Regions from separate parts of the Mus musculus genome. Here regions 2 and 3 are each linked to region 1. Evidence: chromatin contacts called from public Hi-C and HiChIP or PLAC-seq data. All regions are on one chromosome and are shown on one strand. Each heading gives the region's core, a stretch centred on a gene start, on an enhancer-like site or on the middle of the called end of the contact. The rest is flanking DNA. Distances are from core to core; before and after follow the strand shown. Region 1 holds the start of 4930542N06Rik (a long non-coding RNA gene). Region 2 has its middle 6.8 kb from the start of Gm32230. Region 3 overlaps Lrrc8c (leucine rich repeat containing 8 family, member C).

Region 1 (2,686 bases), core at 63-2,562:
GACACGGATTACCGAGCCTCTTCCTTCTGACCTGTCAGCACCTGCAACCTAGGAGGAGGAACCACCGAGTCTTTAAATGGAAATCAGTTGACCCCTTCCAGCTCAAACGCTAAAATCACAGCTGTAGGCCAGTAAATACCCCAGAGCATAAAATGTCGACAGGAGGCTCCAGGGCAGGGGGCAAACGGCGGGGACCTGGTGTGGACCCCCTCGAGCGAGCGCCTTCACTTAAGGGGAGACCAGGGTGGAGAGGGAGGGCCTTTCCCTTCGGGGGCGGGGAGGGGGGTGGTGGATACACAGGTGCGTGTTCAGCCGTAGGGACAACGAAGGCACCGCCTGGGCGCGGCCGCCCCCTCCTCTCGCCCCATCTGACCCCAACATCCAGGAGAGGTGCCCGCAAGGGACCGCGCCCTCCTTCCCCCGGGGGCGTGGGAGCCGGGCGACCGCGGCTTAGCAGGTGACTGTGCCACCTGCCCGCAGCGGGAGACCCAGGTGAGGCGCCGCCAGGTAACAGCACCTGCCCTGCCGCCCCCACCTGCTGCTGCGCTCCCCCTTCCCCCGCCGTCCCCGCCTACCTTCGTGTCGGAGCCCCCAGGCCCGCGCTGCCCGGCCGGCCGGGGCGAGCCGAGCGGCCGGCGCCCGCACTCCGGCGGCTGCGGCTCAGCGGGAAGCCCCGGCGCTGCCCGGCTCGCCGCCCCGGAGCCGCTCCATTGTGACGCGGCGCGCGCGGCCGGCCAATGGGCGCGCGGCGGCGCGAACCGCTGACTAAGTTCGCGCGCGGAGGAGGAGCGGAGCGCGCGGGCTGCGCAGGCTGCGCAGGCGGGAGCCGGGGACGCGCAGCGCCGCCTCCGAGCCGCCCTTACCCGGATCGCTCCGCCACCCGGCCCGAGAGTCCACCCGGCCTTGGGACGAACCGCGGGGGCCGGTGACTCACCCTCCTGCTGCACACAAAGCGCAGCTGCCACCTCCCGGAGCCAACGCCATGCGGCCGCCCGGATGCACTCGCCCAGCCTGGCATCCGCGGTGCATGGCAGCCACACGCCTCGCCAGGAGCTGGGGCTGCATTCCAGAAACCCAGGAGCCGGGCCTTATGGCCGTTCCCCAGGCGCTCCACCCCAGCAGAAGACCCCTGCCTTCTCACGTGTGCACCCCTGAGAAACTTGTTATTGACACAACTTACTCTACCAGGAAGGGTGGGGTGTGCCGCGCAGAGCCTGCCTTAGTGAAGTCCCTTTAACGCTCTTTAAGTCGAGTGACTGGAAAGGTTGTAGGGCCCCTGGGAAGGAGGAGAAACTAAGCAGCTTCTGGGCCTCCAATACCATCTTTTTCTTTCCAGTGTCTTTATCTTCAGCGTGAGGTGACAAGATAGAGGGAGTACACATAATAGTATTTCATTGAGGATGGTCACCTGTCCCCCATCCACATTCTTCTCCTGTTAATGGCCCTGTATTTGAAGAGTAACAGTGTGCCTTGCAAGTTAAGCAAAAATTTAATCCAAATTCAGAACTCTGGGCTATTTAATAGTTCTATCCTCCTCCTCGAATCTTTAACTCCCCCACACCCTCCCTGTTCTGTTTTAAGCTCAGTCTTTGTCCAGGTTATTTCTAGCACAAGGATTCAATTCAGCAAGATTTGTATCTCTTAGTTGCTATGGTGTTCCCATCCCTAGGTAACAAAACACTCCCAGAGGAGTAAAAGAAGACAGCATTTGAGTCACCTGATCAGTTGGGCACCCAATACCTCCACACACTACGAAGGTGTGGAAGACTGCGCTGTATCCAGTAGCGACCAGTCATATCAGAACTCCAGCCCGAACTGCCCTGGAAGTCACTGCTATACCCGGTCCTTGTCCAATTCACTCTGAGTGGCAGTTGCATTGAGTCTGAAGCAAACATTGAAAACACTGTGAGGACTAACGGCTCCACAGCTAAGAGCACAGACTGTTCTTGCAGAAGACCAGAATTCTGTTCACAGCTGCCGACAACTCCAGCTCCAAACGTTCTGACACCCTCTTCTGGCCTCCAAAGGCATCCACACATATATGCACCTACATATATGTGCTCCCACACACATGTGCACCTACATATATGTGCTCCCCCGCACACGTGCACCCACATACGTGGCACACACACTGCACACACACACATCTTTTTTTTTTAATTCTTTCATTTGAACATACAACATATTGTCATTAAATTGTGTGTATGACCTTGTGTACACATTTGTAATTCTAGATGTAAGTATGGCCCTCAAACTGCTTACCACCTGGACAAAGAGGTGTTTGTTTTTTTATTTTCTTGTTAAGATTTGTATTTTTATGTGAGCATACTGTAGCTGTCTTCAGACACACCAGAAGAGGGCATCCAATCCTGTTAGAGATGATTTTGAGCCACCACGTGGTTGTTGGGAATTGAACTCAGGACCTCTGGAAAAGCAGTGTTCTTAACCACTGAACCATCTCTCCAGCCCCCAGACAAAGAGTTTTTTAAGTATCAGTTTGAGGGGGAAAAGTAAGTGCTGTAATAGAATCAGAGTATTCTAACATTATAAGCTGGACGTTTCTGATTTTTTTCTTGGCTTAATGTTTGAGAAGGGACATTTCCTCCTCCAAGACCCTAATAATGTTTTCTGTCACAACAACATGGCTGCTTGTGTGACTTTGGGGAAGTTACTTAACCCTTTGTGT
Region 2 (2,686 bases), core at 57-2,556, 220 kb before region 1:
GTCTGTTTTCTCCTTCCACCAAGTGGATCCTGGGGATTAAGTTCAGGCCTGGAGGCAAGTGCCCTTACTTGCCCCAGGCAACATCCATCTATCTATCTATCTATCTATCTATCTATCTATCTATCTATCTATCTATCTTTATTATTATTATTATTATTATTTATTGTTATTATTATTATTGGTTTTTGAGACAAGATTCCTCTTTGTAGTCCTGGCTCTCCTAGAACTTGCTCTGTAAATCAGGCTAGCCTCAAACTCAAAGATGTCTGCCTATTTCTGTCTCCTAAGTGCTGGGGTTAAAGGTGTGTAACATCATCATGAGGCTCATCGACTTTGATGTTAAGTAGAATGTATTTCTCACTAACACTGAACAGAAAGTAGAGGTTCCTGACACACCTGGTCTCCCATACTCACAACCTCCCCACCATTGACGACTTGCAACAGCCTTGTGTTTACAGGGCTAGCTTTTCCCACAGCCCACTCCTTTCTCACGAATCTGGGCTGTGGGTGCAGTATCTTTGAGCACTGGATCCTGAATCAGGCTCCCCACCCCCAGCCACCTAATATTCCAGGAAGTCATGAATCTACCATTTCTCCTTGACAAAGGATGTCAGCTGGACAGTAGGAGATGTGGGCAGAGAGATGGAAGCCAGGGCAGAGCTCAGAGAACGGTCTCCCAGACCAGACTATAAATTCTTTTCTTTTTTTAATTTTAAGATTTATTTATTTTATGTATGTGAGTACACTGTAGCTGTCTTCAGACACACCGGAGGGGGGCATTAAATCCCATTACAGATTTTTGTGAGCCACCAAGTGGTTGCTGGGAATTGAACTCAGGATCTCTGCAAGAGCAGTCAGTGCTCTTAACCGCTGAGCCATCTCTCCAGTCCCTGCTTATTTTCTTGAGAAGGTCTCTCCAGCCCACAATGGCCTCAGACTGTGTAGGCCAAGATGAACTTGACCGTAACCCCGCCCGCCTCTGCCTCCTGAGTGCTGGGGTCATAGGCTTGAGATGCTGGGGACTGAGGACCCCTGCATGCTAGGCAAGGCTCTCCCAGGTGAGCAACATCCCAGCCCCCAGGCCATGAATGTTTTTCTAGGATTTTCCCAGTCCTGGACTTCACCAGTGACTCTTTCCTTTTTCACTGGGGTTGACTCAGCCTGCCCCACAGACTTGTCTAAAAACTCCCATTTAATGTTGAGTCTAGAATTAATTCATCTGCCACCCCGCTGAGTCACAGGCATGATGAGCCTTGGTGGCTCATGAGATTTTAGACCCGCAGCCTGGCCCTGTGGTTGGCAGGAAGTAGCCCCAGCCAGACACTCCCACCTTAAGGCGGAGCTACATTCTCAGAGGCAGTGGGATGGAGGGTGGGTCATCAGCCTGGAGTTTGGAGCAACTAAAGAGGGAGGAAAGGCTCCCAGGGAAGATACAGTGGGACCCGGGCGGGTTCTCACCTCATTGTAGGGAGGTCATGTCTGGCTTGCACCTTAGTGACAGGAGGTGAGATCACTCATTGGCAGGGGATGACCTCATATCATCAGCCTTTGTGTTATTTGGGAGAGGAATGAGACTGTTTTGTTTCCCATATTTTTGTTCGAGAAACAATGGGACGGGGAACACCAAGATTAGTGTGCCAGGCAAGGTTCTCTCAGGTGAGCAACATCCCAGCCCCCAGCTAGGGAGGTGGGGAAATCCCCAGCTGGCGTTCTGTTCTCTGCCTTGAGAGTGAGCGAGCAGATCCTCCCCAGCAGCATAGTGCTCCCCAGTGGCAAGGTGCTCTCCAACAGCACGGTGCTCCGCTGGTTTTGCTGTTTGGCTCAGCTGCTCAGGACCACTCTCTTGTTTTCATGAACCTAAATGTTTTCATCTTTATAAGCTCTTTCCTCCAATAAAGAAAATAAAAATCTGATTTTACAACTATGTTGTTATAAGATGGACATAAATCAGGGTGGATTCATTATGTAAATAATAATAATCTTTTTTCTTGTTTTGAGTTGAGGGTCTTAAAAAAACCTATTTTTTGTTTGTGTTTATGAATGTATGTGTGCGCAGATGTGCGCACATGTGTGCCACATGGAAGTCAGAAGAGAGAGTAGAGTGTCTGTCACTCTTCTCCTATTCCTTTGAGACAGGTTCTCTCCCTGAGCCTGGGCCTTGTGTTTTCTTCCCTAGGCTGGAACCCAGCAGGTCCCAGCGAGCCTCTAGACTCTGCCACCCATGGAGCTGGGGCTCCAGGTATTTGAGACAGGCCTGGCTTGTTACATGGGTGTAGGGATACACACTCTAGTCAGCAAGCACTCTGAGTGCCTGAACACGCTCCAACCTCCTTGCTGGTGTTTTATGTAGTGAGGTCTGACCTTGAACTCCTTATATATGGTGTATATTACACAGTCAAGAATGACCTTGAACTCCTGATTGTTCTGCTTCTCGATACCTCCACAGTACTGGAATTCCTGGTGTGCTGCTACGGTTTATGTAGCACTGGGGCTCACACCCAGGCTGTGTGCACACTAAGCAATGTCTGTGTCAAGTGATTGACTTTGGTTGCCCCTCCCCCCTGCCCTTTTCAAAGTTGCTTTTGAAAACAAAGAACAAAATTTTGTTTGATGCCAACACCACTGAGTCGGGAGAGAAACTTTTTTATGGTCCCCTGAAGCATTCTGGGGAGGCCTTCTGCACCTG
Region 3 (2,686 bases), core at 56-2,555, 150 kb before region 1:
GTGTAGTGCCTGTCACTGATGTTGACGGAATGCTTTCTTACATCTCTGCTCGGGGCCAAGGAAAGGGCCACTGTGCCCTGCCTGTCTGAACTTTATAAAGGCAGGACAGAACCGGCCCTGAATCTGGATTTCGACATTTCTACATCCTGCTGGGGTTTGAGAAATTCCCATTGCCCGGGGATTTTGTTAAATAGCTTTAGGGACGTCACCATGGCACCAGCCACACAAGCTCACTCTGCACATTTCAAGTGCACTTGTATTCAGAAAACCCTAGCAGAGTGGGGCTAAGTGGAGGGCTAATGCCCTTCTAATTAAGTTTGTTTCTATAGCATTGCATCATCCTAACTTCCTTTGGTGGATTTTTCTGGAATATGTTGTCATGCATTTTACATAATAAACTCTATCCGGGGTCATGCCCTCCCAAGGAAGAAAGACATACCATTTGTGCAATTAAGAAAATGGGCCTTCTTCATCCTCTTCACGCTGCTGAAGAAAAGCAGCTTGTTTATGGCTGATACTTTGAGTGTACACTGATGGCCTCCTCTGACACATGTAGTCTTTGGGACACATGGGAAGAGCCCGTGAGTGTAAAATAGTGTGTGCCTTCTCGTGTGTCTCCTTCATACAGACCTCCATTGGCCCTGCACAGAGGGACCATCTGCCCATCTGTGGCGCTACCCAGACACATGTTGATTCTGCATGACTATTTGAACATTGAAAACACAGATCAGCACAAGGGTTTGGCATTCTTCTCCTGGTCTTTGGGTCTGACTCACCTACAGGCTGTCTGCACCATGGCTACCGGGCTCTATGCCACTTGTTTGAGAGAGGGTCTTCTGTAGCTTTGAACCCACTAAGTAGCAACGGGTTAACCTTGAGCTTTTGGCCTTCCTGCTTCACCTCCCTCGTGCTGTGACGACTGGCATGCTTCACCATCCCCTGTTTATGCAGTGCTGGGGGCCAAATCTAGGACTGTGTTCATGGCATACAAGCACCCAACAAACCCAGCTACATTCTACTCCCAACACCGGCCTTCTCCCTCCTTTTTTAAATCCTGTCACTCAAACTAGAACCACGATTCAGGAGGTCAGTGTGCACACATGACCTGACCAATAGGAATCCCACCCTGTAAGTGCGCTGTGTTTCAAACACTCCTTATGTGGTTTTGATGATGTTTAGGGTACCTTATCCACCTCAACATATAAAAACCAAGTGTACAATTCAGATGTGTAAGACACGGCTGCTTATCCTGAAGACTTATCTCCCTCAACAGACACAAGTTTTCCTTCAAGGCTGACTGGTGCCTCGTGCTCATTATCAGTTCTAAGCAGTCACACAGGACCACACAGGGCAGGCCAGAAAGTCCAGGCCAAACCAGGCTGGGCCAGGCAGTCCATCTGGAAGGCCACAATCTTCCAAGGCAGAGGAAACTAGAGAAGCCCAGAGCCCCTGTCCTCCAGAGTATTAAAACTCAAATTTCCAGCTTACGTGTTTCTTAACTTCGGTAGGTTAGAGAAGCCCAGGAAGGCTAGGCTCTCCTCCTATTTCACATACCTCAACCCGAGTGCTAAATGGGCACAAGAAATGAGGCTGAGATAAACGGAACGATTCTATGGGGACAGATGTCATTGCCTTTCCAAGGGTAACGTCACCTTGTTTGCCAGACACTTTCTCACGAGTGTTCATGGAGAATGGTGAGGACCAGTCAACCCAGGTGGGCCAGGGAACGTAAGGCGATTTCCTTTCCCTCAGTCCTTCATTTACTTATTTGGCAGGGAATCCAATGGAAGGCCTTGTCCATCCAAGCAAGAGCCTCAAAAAAATCAAATAAAATGTAAACTTTCCAAACAAAGTAACATTACTCAGGGCACAAGAGCCTGGGGGAGGGAAACAGGAGATTGACAGGGCAGTAGAGTCACAGTAAGATCCCTTTAAGCAATTATTTTAAAATATTTATTTTATGTGCATGGGCGTTTTATTGGCATGCATGTCTGTGCACCATGTGCATGCCTGGTGCTCACTGAGACAGGAAGAAAGCAACGGAGTTACAGAGAGCTGTAGGGAATTGAACCCGAGTCTTTGAGAAGATCAGCTAGTGCTCTTAACTGCTGAGCCATCTCTCTAGACCCTTAATATATGAATCGTAACAAGAATCTCCTATTTGAAAATTCTCTTCTCTGCCCAGGGTTCCTGGGAATCGCTGCCTCCTGAGTGCAGGGCAGTGAGCCTGCTTTTATCTCACGCCAGCTCTTGATGAGTTTTCTCCTGTTGGACATGCTCAGTCAAGTCCATGTGCGAAGGGAGGGGCCCAGGTTCCCTAACCTCTAGCAGAAAGGCACAGCTCAGGAGACCAAGTCTGGAACTCACCAGGATACTCAAGTGTGAATGGGACAGAAAAGGAGAATGCTGAGTATCTGGCCATATATAGCTATATATGTATACACACATACACATATACATAAAACTTTGTGGTACAGGATAAATAATGGTCAGGTTAAGGTGGAACATCCCTTCTGAATTTAACACCACAAGAGTTCCTGCTCCCAAGTTTTCTTTCCACACAGTGAAGGTAAATGCAATCAAATGTGAAGACATTCACCACTCTTAGGGTTATCCACTCCAAAGACTGGGAGAGACCATCAAAGACAGTTTCCATGAAAGGTCCAGGCTGTGGCCAAAGGCCTCT

Evidence for each region. A called contact is a pair of places that touch in the nucleus more often than the background predicts. HiChIP or PLAC-seq counts read pairs in DNA pulled down with a chosen protein or histone mark.
Region 2: a BATF HiChIP or PLAC-seq map of CD8 T cells shows a contact between it and region 1, with 7 read pairs. The contact joins the enhancer-like site here to the promoter of 4930542N06Rik in region 1. A contact is called at or near these places in 12 of 39 promoter capture datasets (the C10 cell line, the HPC-7 cell line, cranial neural crest and 7 more), 3 of 15 datasets of contacts at CTCF or cohesin (CD8 T cells, embryonic stem cells and pro-B cells), 19 of 484 Hi-C or Micro-C datasets (the F1.1 cell line, bone marrow-derived macrophages, cerebral cortex and 9 more), 32 of 115 datasets of contacts at active chromatin or transcription factors (CD8 T cells, DN3 thymocytes, the HPC-7 cell line and 24 more) and 4 of 9 other capture datasets (adipose tissue, liver, macrophages and 1 more).
Region 3: a contact with region 1 is called in a Hi-C map of the G1E-ER4 cell line, with 3 times the contacts expected there. The contact joins the enhancer-like site here to the promoter of 4930542N06Rik in region 1. A contact is called at or near these places in 8 of 39 promoter capture datasets (the 3T3-L1 cell line, the C10 cell line, embryonic stem cells and 5 more), 1 of 15 datasets of contacts at CTCF or cohesin (large pre-B cells), 6 of 484 Hi-C or Micro-C datasets (the G1E-ER4 cell line, erythroblasts, neural progenitor cells and 1 more), 7 of 115 datasets of contacts at active chromatin or transcription factors (bone marrow-derived macrophages, cardiomyocytes, double positive thymocytes and 4 more) and 2 of 9 other capture datasets (adipose tissue and liver).

What each region holds. Positions count from the first base shown.
Region 1 is chr5:105,413,802-105,416,487 of GRCm38.p6, reverse strand. It overlaps 4930542N06Rik (a long non-coding RNA gene), which reads left to right and starts at 1,312. Exons shown (of 2, transcript XR_389449.3): 1 at 1,312-2,236. Lrrc8b (leucine rich repeat containing 8 family, member B) reads right to left here and starts at 713. Exons shown (of 5, transcript NM_001033550.3): 1 at 576-713. It overlaps Gm32051 (a long non-coding RNA gene), which reads right to left. Exons shown (of 2, transcript XR_389452.2): 2 at 2,566-2,686.
Region 2 is chr5:105,635,696-105,638,381 of GRCm38.p6, reverse strand. No RefSeq gene overlaps it. Among named protein-coding and RNA genes, the nearest start is that of Gm32230, 6.8 kb to the left of the region's middle. Within about 2 kb of position 1,306, at least 94 of the 459 cell types and tissues checked have an H3K27ac peak or open chromatin away from gene starts, as enhancers often do. A contact at or near this core is called in CD8 T cells, the SCID.adh cell line, adipose tissue and 6 more, where this site is marked.
Region 3 is chr5:105,564,585-105,567,270 of GRCm38.p6, reverse strand. All of the region lies in intron 2 of Lrrc8c (leucine rich repeat containing 8 family, member C), which reads right to left. Among named protein-coding and RNA genes, the nearest start is that of Lrrc8c, 46 kb to the right of the region's middle. Within about 2 kb of position 1,305, at least 29 of the 459 cell types and tissues checked have an H3K27ac peak or open chromatin away from gene starts, as enhancers often do. A contact at or near this core is called in the G1E-ER4 cell line, erythroblasts and fetal liver, where this site is marked.